Linked DNA regions of Drosophila melanogaster: region 1 is linked to region 2. A link is a contact called in public Hi-C data. All regions are on one chromosome and are shown on one strand. The core of a region is the stretch at or near the end of the contact, and the rest is flanking DNA. Distances in the headings are between cores, read along the strand shown. Region 1 holds the start of Dap160 (Dynamin associated protein 160). Region 2 holds the start of lncRNA:CR44146 (long non-coding RNA:CR44146).

Region 1 (3,805 bases), core at 47-2,546, 350 kb after region 2:
ATATTATATATATGTTTTTGCTAATATTTCAATAACTAAGAATATTTGAAATTTAATTAATTAAATTATCTCTTCTTTGCTACATTAATAATATTAAATCATTAATTCGATTCTAAGTGATGCTTACACAGACTCGATCGATGGCGCTCGCTCTGAGATAGACGTGTGGCGACTAGGTGGATTGCTGGTGGGGGGTGTGGGGCCAGACGGCACTGAGACTCCAGGCGGTGAAATGACAGTAGCCACAGCCACCGGTGGAGCCACAACGGGAACAACTGGAGCTACTGCCGGAACTATTCCCTTGAGTGGATCCAAAGGGCTCAAGGAGCTTGTGGAGCCACGTGGCGTCATCGAGGGGACATCGCCGGTAAGAGACGACAGCAGGCTGGGAGGAAGAACCTTGGGAACGTCCATGCCGCGCAACTTGAGGTTGATAAGCTTGCAGGCTATGCTGAACTCATTGATGTTCATCTTGCCGTCGGAATCAGTGTCCGCCAGAGCCCTGGAGATAAGAAAATGAGTAAGAATTAACACTCTTATCGGTGGATGATTCATGGGGGCGTAATATACATACCATATTTGGCCCAGGATCAGGGGCGGCAGCTGGGACTGCAGGAAGAACCCTTTGGCCTGGGCGCCGGTAACGAATCCTGCCTGCGGCTGGAGTGCCCTAAACTGTTCCTGGTACTTCAAACGCTCCCTCGGGGTCACAGCCCACGCATCCACCGCCGAGTTCATTTTGGGCAAACACTTTATCCTAGTTTCCACGGAAAGCTCTTCCTCTTTATCGTCCTTTTTCCGTATGCGTGTGTATTAGTGCGCTCTCTTCGGCTACTTTTGAGTACACATCAAATACAAACTCTTTCGCTCCGCACTCTTTTCGCCGCTCTCTTTACTACGTCTATCGCCTATTCAGTATCCACCACCCCCACAAATTTTCACAATGGATTTTTATGGTTTACCTATAAAGCATTTCCAAAAATATTAAGCGATCTCAATGGACAGGTTGTAAAGATAGATTGCCCCCTTTACTCGCTTTCTGAAGGTTTTAGTTTCTCTTTAGTAGGCGTTTTCACTTGTCAACCGCATAGCCACGAATTAACTGATAAGTAATGATGTGGTATGGTCCCCGCCAACGCACACGTTATTCTCTTATATATCCCTCTTAACTGTAATTTTGTTGCTTACTTTTCATCGGAACAAGAAAATTTTGTATTTGCGTAAATTTTAATCAATATTTTATATGATAGGATCCTATATCGACGAACGATAGGCTCCGATAGGTACGGACTAATAATCGAAGGAGGGTGACCGTCGCTTGTTTCTGTGATTATAGCAAGCAAGTGTTGAAAAGTACGGTGACCTTAAGTTGGATGTGACTATTCTGCAACGTTTTTGTTTTTAGCCGCTAACGGATTTTTAAATAAATGAAACAACTACTGACTATGAGTAATATATTAATTATATTACTTCTACAGTGAACCTCATAAAAATTATGTCGGCAGTATGATGCATTTAACACAATACGAAAATGTATACCTAACCAAAACATCAACAGATCGCAATAAACAAAATCGAAGATTAAAATTCGAATATCCAAAATTATAAGAAAATGTTAAGTACAAGTCAGTTAAATTATTTCAACTATTTTTTTCTTTTATTGTCTTTAATATTTCTATACAATTAAAAATGACAATTATTCAGAAATCTTTTGTTCCGGATTTAACGGAATTGTTAATAATAGCATCAATAACATTTGTGTATGAAAATGTCAAACAGTTTTTATTCGTTGACAGTTCATGACAGACAACCCTCTAATTGGCGTTTCATTAATTTAAAATTGCGCGATGGAAAAAGATGTATACCAAATTTGTATTCACCATCTATTTTCAAACATTGTTATATTAACTGAAATGACAAAATCACAATATTAAACAATTTTCTAACAAATTACGATTTTATACAAATGTGAATATATTTCCGAAACAAACTATTTGCACTATAACTAAGTCCTGTAATTAAGATCATGGTTCAGTATGAATGAGTTACAAATTTTATTAAGTGTGCATGTGATATATCGCACATTAGCTATCGAAAGTTATCATGAATCTGCACTGTTTTAAAGACGCAACTATATCGATAATATCGCAAATAGTTCTATTTCTATTTTACCGCCTCTAATTCTTTTATTTCGACCACGTGCTGCTATTGGTAATGTCCGTACCGTGAAATTTTTCTGAAACTCATGTAACAAAATGTCGGAAACTTCAGAGGACGAACAGACGCAGCTACAAACGAGTGACGAAGAGGAGGATCTAGGTAGCGAGGAGGAGCAGGAAGATGAAGATAACAATCATAAGGAAGGGGACAGCGAGGCGGCACTAAGTGGTGAAGATGATAAAGGCTCCGAGGACGACGCAGCCGAGGAACAGAAGCTAACCTGGAAAGATCTCGTATGAGCCCCACTATTAATTTAAATTAAAATTTAATCGAATGGCCATATTTCTTCAAAGGGTCTCAATGAGGCTTTGTGTCAAGCATGTGACGAATTGAAGTGGAAGGCGCCTTCGAAGATCCAACGTGAGGCCATTCCGGTCGCCTTACAGGGCAAGGATGTAATTGGCCTAGCGGAGACCGGTTCCGGCAAGACGGGCGCCTTCGCTCTGCCAATTTTACACGCCCTTCTCGAGAATCCGCAGCGGTATTTTGCCCTCGTGCTAACCCCCACGAGGGAACTGGCATTTCAAATTGGCGAGCAGTTTGAAGCCCTTGGTGAGTTTTCGCATAGTTTATGTGCTTTTAATTCGCAGTGATGTTAAACCTGTTTTGATTTTGTGTATCAACGAAAATATGAAATTATAATTTTCTTATTCGTCACTACCTCTGAGTAAAAAAACCTTCCCATTTATCGTATTCTTGAATTTCCTTCTGCCAAACTTATGCTAGCTCTGTTTTTTTCAGGTAGCGGGATTGGCATAAAGTGTTGCGTGGTAGTCGGCGGCATGGACATGGTAGCCCAGGGTCTTCAACTGGCCAAGAAGCCGCATATTATAATTGCCACACCGGGTCGCTTGGTTGATCATCTAGAAAACATGAAAGGTTTTAACCTTAAGGCTATTAAATACTTGGTCATGGACGAGGCGGATCGCATTCTTAACATGGATTTTGAGGTGGAGCTGGACAAGATTCTGAAGGTATTGCCGCGTGAACGACGAACCTTTCTGTTCAGTGCGACCATGACCAAGAAAGTAAAGAAACTGCAGCGTGCCTCCCTTAAGGATCCCGTAAAGGTAGAGGTGTCTAACAAGTATCAGACGGTTGAGCAGCTGCAGCAATCATATTTGTTTATCCCTGTCAAATACAAGGATGTGTATTTGGTTCATATCCTTAATGAGCTGGCAGGCAACAGTTTCATGATATTTTGCAGCACCTGCAACAACACGGTTAAGACAGCGTTAATGCTTCGTGCGTTGGGATTGGCTGCTATTCCGCTGCACGGTCAAATGTCGCAAAACAAGCGACTAGCTGCTTTAAACAAATTCAAGGCCAAAAACCGGTCAATACTCATTTCGACGGACGTGGCGTCCCGCGGCTTGGACATTCCTCATGTGGATGTCGTCGTTAATTTCGACATACCAACGCACAGCAAAGACTACATTCACCGCGTGGGAAGAACAGCAAGAGCAGGTCGCTCCGGCAAAGCCATAACCCTCGTGAGCCAGTACGACATTGAGTTGTATCAGCGCATCGAACATCTACTGGGGAAGCAACTGACACTGTATAAGTGCGAGGAGGATGAGGTGAT
Region 2 (3,558 bases), core at 1,028-3,527:
GTCAAAAATTGGGTCGCTTGCCATTTGAATTTGGGTCGCATGAAAAGTGAGTTTTCTGCTTTAATTGCACATAATTTCATCTTCCGGCTCCATTTGTCCCTGTCTACAACTACAGCGTTTGTTATTCCCTGCTTCTTGCGTCCATTGTATTTATTCTGGGCCCATCGGCAATTTCCGCCCACGATGGGAAAGTCATCTGAGTCAGCTCATGCAATATTTATGCGAATTTAGCGTGGGATGGCTTTTCTTCTCCGCTCTCTGGAATCCGAAGAGCGTCACTATCGCCGGAGAATTGATAAGCAGAAAGCGAGAGGAATGCATTCTCTGCACAAGAACTCTATTCTGGGAAACTTGTCAGTTGTTTGTTTCTATAAAACTGAATGGAATTTCCAACTACTATTTATAGCTTAATAAGTGTGAGTTTTGAGCTATGTAAAACTCTTTTGAATGAGTGATTGGAAGTTTTCTTACTACTCATTATCATAAAACAAAAATATACTTTTGGATATATGTATATGGTATTCCAAGATAAGCTTTTGATCGCATTTAAATATATTTGTGGATGAGTAATCCCGACTGCTTTTGTTTGTTTATTTATCGAACCAGCGAAGATCGTATTTCCGCAGCGCTCTACGGATTTTCGCTAGCTAAGCCCTTTTCCGTGTGAAAAACTGTGAAGAAGCCCCACGCGACAGACAGTCCCCACCCTTTTTCACCACACACCCACATTTGTTATTGATACTTTGGCCTGGGCTTTCACCTCCACTCTGCAAAATGTTTTCGTCATGACAACGTCAGTTTAAAATTGCCTCAAAATATTGTGTACCGCAACAGGTGCTTACTAATTAAGCAAGCTGATAATTAGACACACGTAAACAAGTGGCGAATTTGTTTCATATTCGAAGGCTGTGGCTGTGAAATATTTAACCTAAAATAACCAAAGCAACTAGATAAAGTTATAAGACCTTAATGGCATTAAGTATGCAATAACATTAACAGTTGATCATATTTTTAGTTGACTTTTATTTGTTTTTTATTTTATTTTTTTGGAGCCACTCCCAAAACGCTGATGAGCGCTTGTCGTGCATATGTGTGCGTGTGGAGAGAGCCACTCTTTTTGAGTTTCATAGTATGGAGTTTGGGGTTTTGGAAATGCCAAAGCATGGCCAAGACAGTTACTGCTTGTTGGCCAGGTTACAAAACAGTTCTCGGCGACTACGTCATCAATTCAAGCTCGGAAAAGCTTTATGCAGCGGGGTTACCAAGGCACTAGCACAACACACTAATAACTGTTCCAGTTTTTCGTTTTTCCGTTTTTACAATAATATTGATCGATTCGTAATTAGCACCTGAAGTGGGCTTATTAATTTTCACACGGAAAATGGTTTATGAACATTGTTGAATTCGAAAGAGAGAGGGCAGAGAGAGCACCAACTAACTGTTGCTTTTCGGTTTCAAGCCGCCCGTTTAAGCCACGCTCACAAACACCACCGTGAAAACACCTATACTACAGTCAGGCACCAATGCTCACTCATTCGAATGGGCCGAAACCAACGAAGCGCGCGTTTCAAACCGGAATGTGAACCTCACCTTAGCACTGTTCGCAACTAACTGACTCACGAGCTATGGAAGCAAGCGGCGAGAGCTAGTGAGCAAGTTAGGGCTAGCTTTGTTTGCTGCTCAGTTCGCTTGCCGCTGGCTTGCCGTGAAAAAAGCTCCGCGTGAGCCAAGTTACAACTGTACGCAGTCTGTTATCCACATGTTAGCTTGTACTTAACAGTGACTTAAAACCAGCAGTGACGCGCCCTCTCTTTCTGTTAATGAAAACCATTTGAAACTGTAGAAAACTTTTTAAAATACAAATATGTACATACTTGGGGTATATCTAAAATATAACAATAACCAACATTAAAATGTTCTGTTAAATGTTATACTGAAATTAAATAATCTGATCTTAGCTTTCCAAATATTATAATTCAAATGTTGCTGAAACATATTTATTTAACTAGCTTTATACTTTGTTCAGTAAAACAGAACCTTAAATAAGTAAGTTTGGCTATAACATGCTTTGCAATGTTTTTACCAACTACTTCAGTGATCTTAACAGCATCTTATAGCAAGCTTTTTCGATCTCCCGACCACAGCTGCATTAGTAGGCCAACGAGCTGGGCGCTTTTTGTGCATCGTTTTCGAGCGCAGGTAGCATAAAAAGCGTAGTGTTTACGTTGGAAAATGTTTCCAAACCGGTTTCCTTATTCACACTCAAATACACACAACTTCTTTGGGGCGTTGATGTCAAAGAGTTGGCACGGCGACTTGCGTCGAGTTTTATGTAATCTGCATAAAATGGGGGAGTGTTCCAAGGAGCGGTGACGACAGGCGAGTTGGGGAAAGGAAAACAGGGGAGCTGGTAGTGACATTTCATATTTTCTTATCTCGTGACTCGTGGCTTAATTACTTTCACTGCCTTTCTCAACAGCCGCCGACCACAGCAGAAAACCACAAACGAATGAGCCTGCCCAGGAAAATGCCTCGGAAAATGTTGGATTCTAATTATGGTCGTCGTCACACGATGTCGCTTTCCATAATATTTGTTGTATTTGGCTTTTCCGTACTGCTAGTTTGGGTCTTAATAATCATTGTTTTACGCCTATTTTTTACATACTATTTAATTCCCCACTTCTTTATTATTCGCCAACAGAATAACTTTACATCTTAGAAAGGGCATCTTCAATTTTGAAAATTAATTTTTAAAAATTAATTAAAATATTTTGTTATTTTTCTTGTATACAGAGCACAACAAATTCGTTTTAATTTTGGTTGTAACTGCCTCTCATTGTTTTTCTAGTTGACCTGCGTGTTTGCCGCAGGAACAGCAAATAATATTTACAATTTGATTAGGCTACAAACTTTTTGGCAGTTCTTTTACCGTAAGAAACCTTCGAGGAGGCGCTAAATGTGTCGGGTCAAGATAATTTCCACTTCAATGGTTATGTCACGATGATCTAATAAAATGCCTCCCATCTGCATAAAGGCAACTCATCTGCCGAGGCAATAGAGGTCAAGTTTAGTGCGAAAACTCAAAAGAGGAAGGCAAAAATAAAATAGCAAGTGCTAATGGGCCATTACGAAGTCAAAAAAAAAAAAAAAAACAATTGCAGTGCATGGCTAAAGCGAGAAAATCTTTTAAAATACAGAAGGATTTTCTTTTCTTTTTGGCGCTTGTGGAGGCAAGGAAAATGATGTAATAAGAAAAGCAAACACACGCACATACAAGCAGCCCGGAAAATTCTATCTAGACCGAAAAATCAGCATGCAATGCCATCGATGAAGTAAACACAAATGTGGAAAGTGTGTGCGTGTGTGTGGCTGGGTATGGAAAATGGGTGGAAAACCGTATGCGCAATTTTCTTATTGAGCAGATGCTCGAAGGCGTTTAAGTGGGTCAGAAATTGTACAGAGATATTTTCTCTCGCCTTTTTACGTTTATATGTTCTGGTCTACTTGCCATCAGTTCCTTGTGGGGCGTGTTGGAGTTACTACGCAGCAATCCCTTGA

The links. A called contact is a pair of places that touch in the nucleus more often than the background predicts.
Region 1: a Hi-C map of the Kc167 cell line shows a contact between it and region 2, with 2.5 times the contacts expected there. A contact is called at or near these places in 2 of 107 Hi-C or Micro-C datasets (both in the Kc167 cell line) and 2 of 7 datasets of targeted methods (both in the Kc167 cell line).

The regions. Positions count from the first base shown.
Region 1 is chr2L:21,141,051-21,144,855 of dm6, forward strand. Dap160 (Dynamin associated protein 160) reads right to left here and starts at 1,297. Exons shown (of 12, transcript NM_001259189.2): 1 at 1,189-1,297; 2 at 575-962; 3 at 128-502. The coding sequence starts at 738. pths (porthos) reads left to right here and starts at 2,179. Exons shown (of 3, transcript NM_136246.3): 1 at 2,179-2,453; 2 at 2,514-2,772; 3 at 2,962-3,805. The coding sequence starts at 2,256. It overlaps snoRNA:Me18S-A469 (a small nucleolar RNA gene), which reads left to right and starts at 2,804; the gene lies at 2,804-2,891.
Region 2 is chr2L:20,792,529-20,796,086 of dm6, forward strand. It overlaps lncRNA:CR44146 (long non-coding RNA:CR44146), which reads left to right and starts at 2,278. Exons shown (of 2, transcript NR_073815.1): 1 at 2,278-2,410; 2 at 2,480-2,727. It overlaps vari (varicose), which reads right to left. Exons shown (of 10, transcript NM_206011.3): 2 at 3,509-3,558.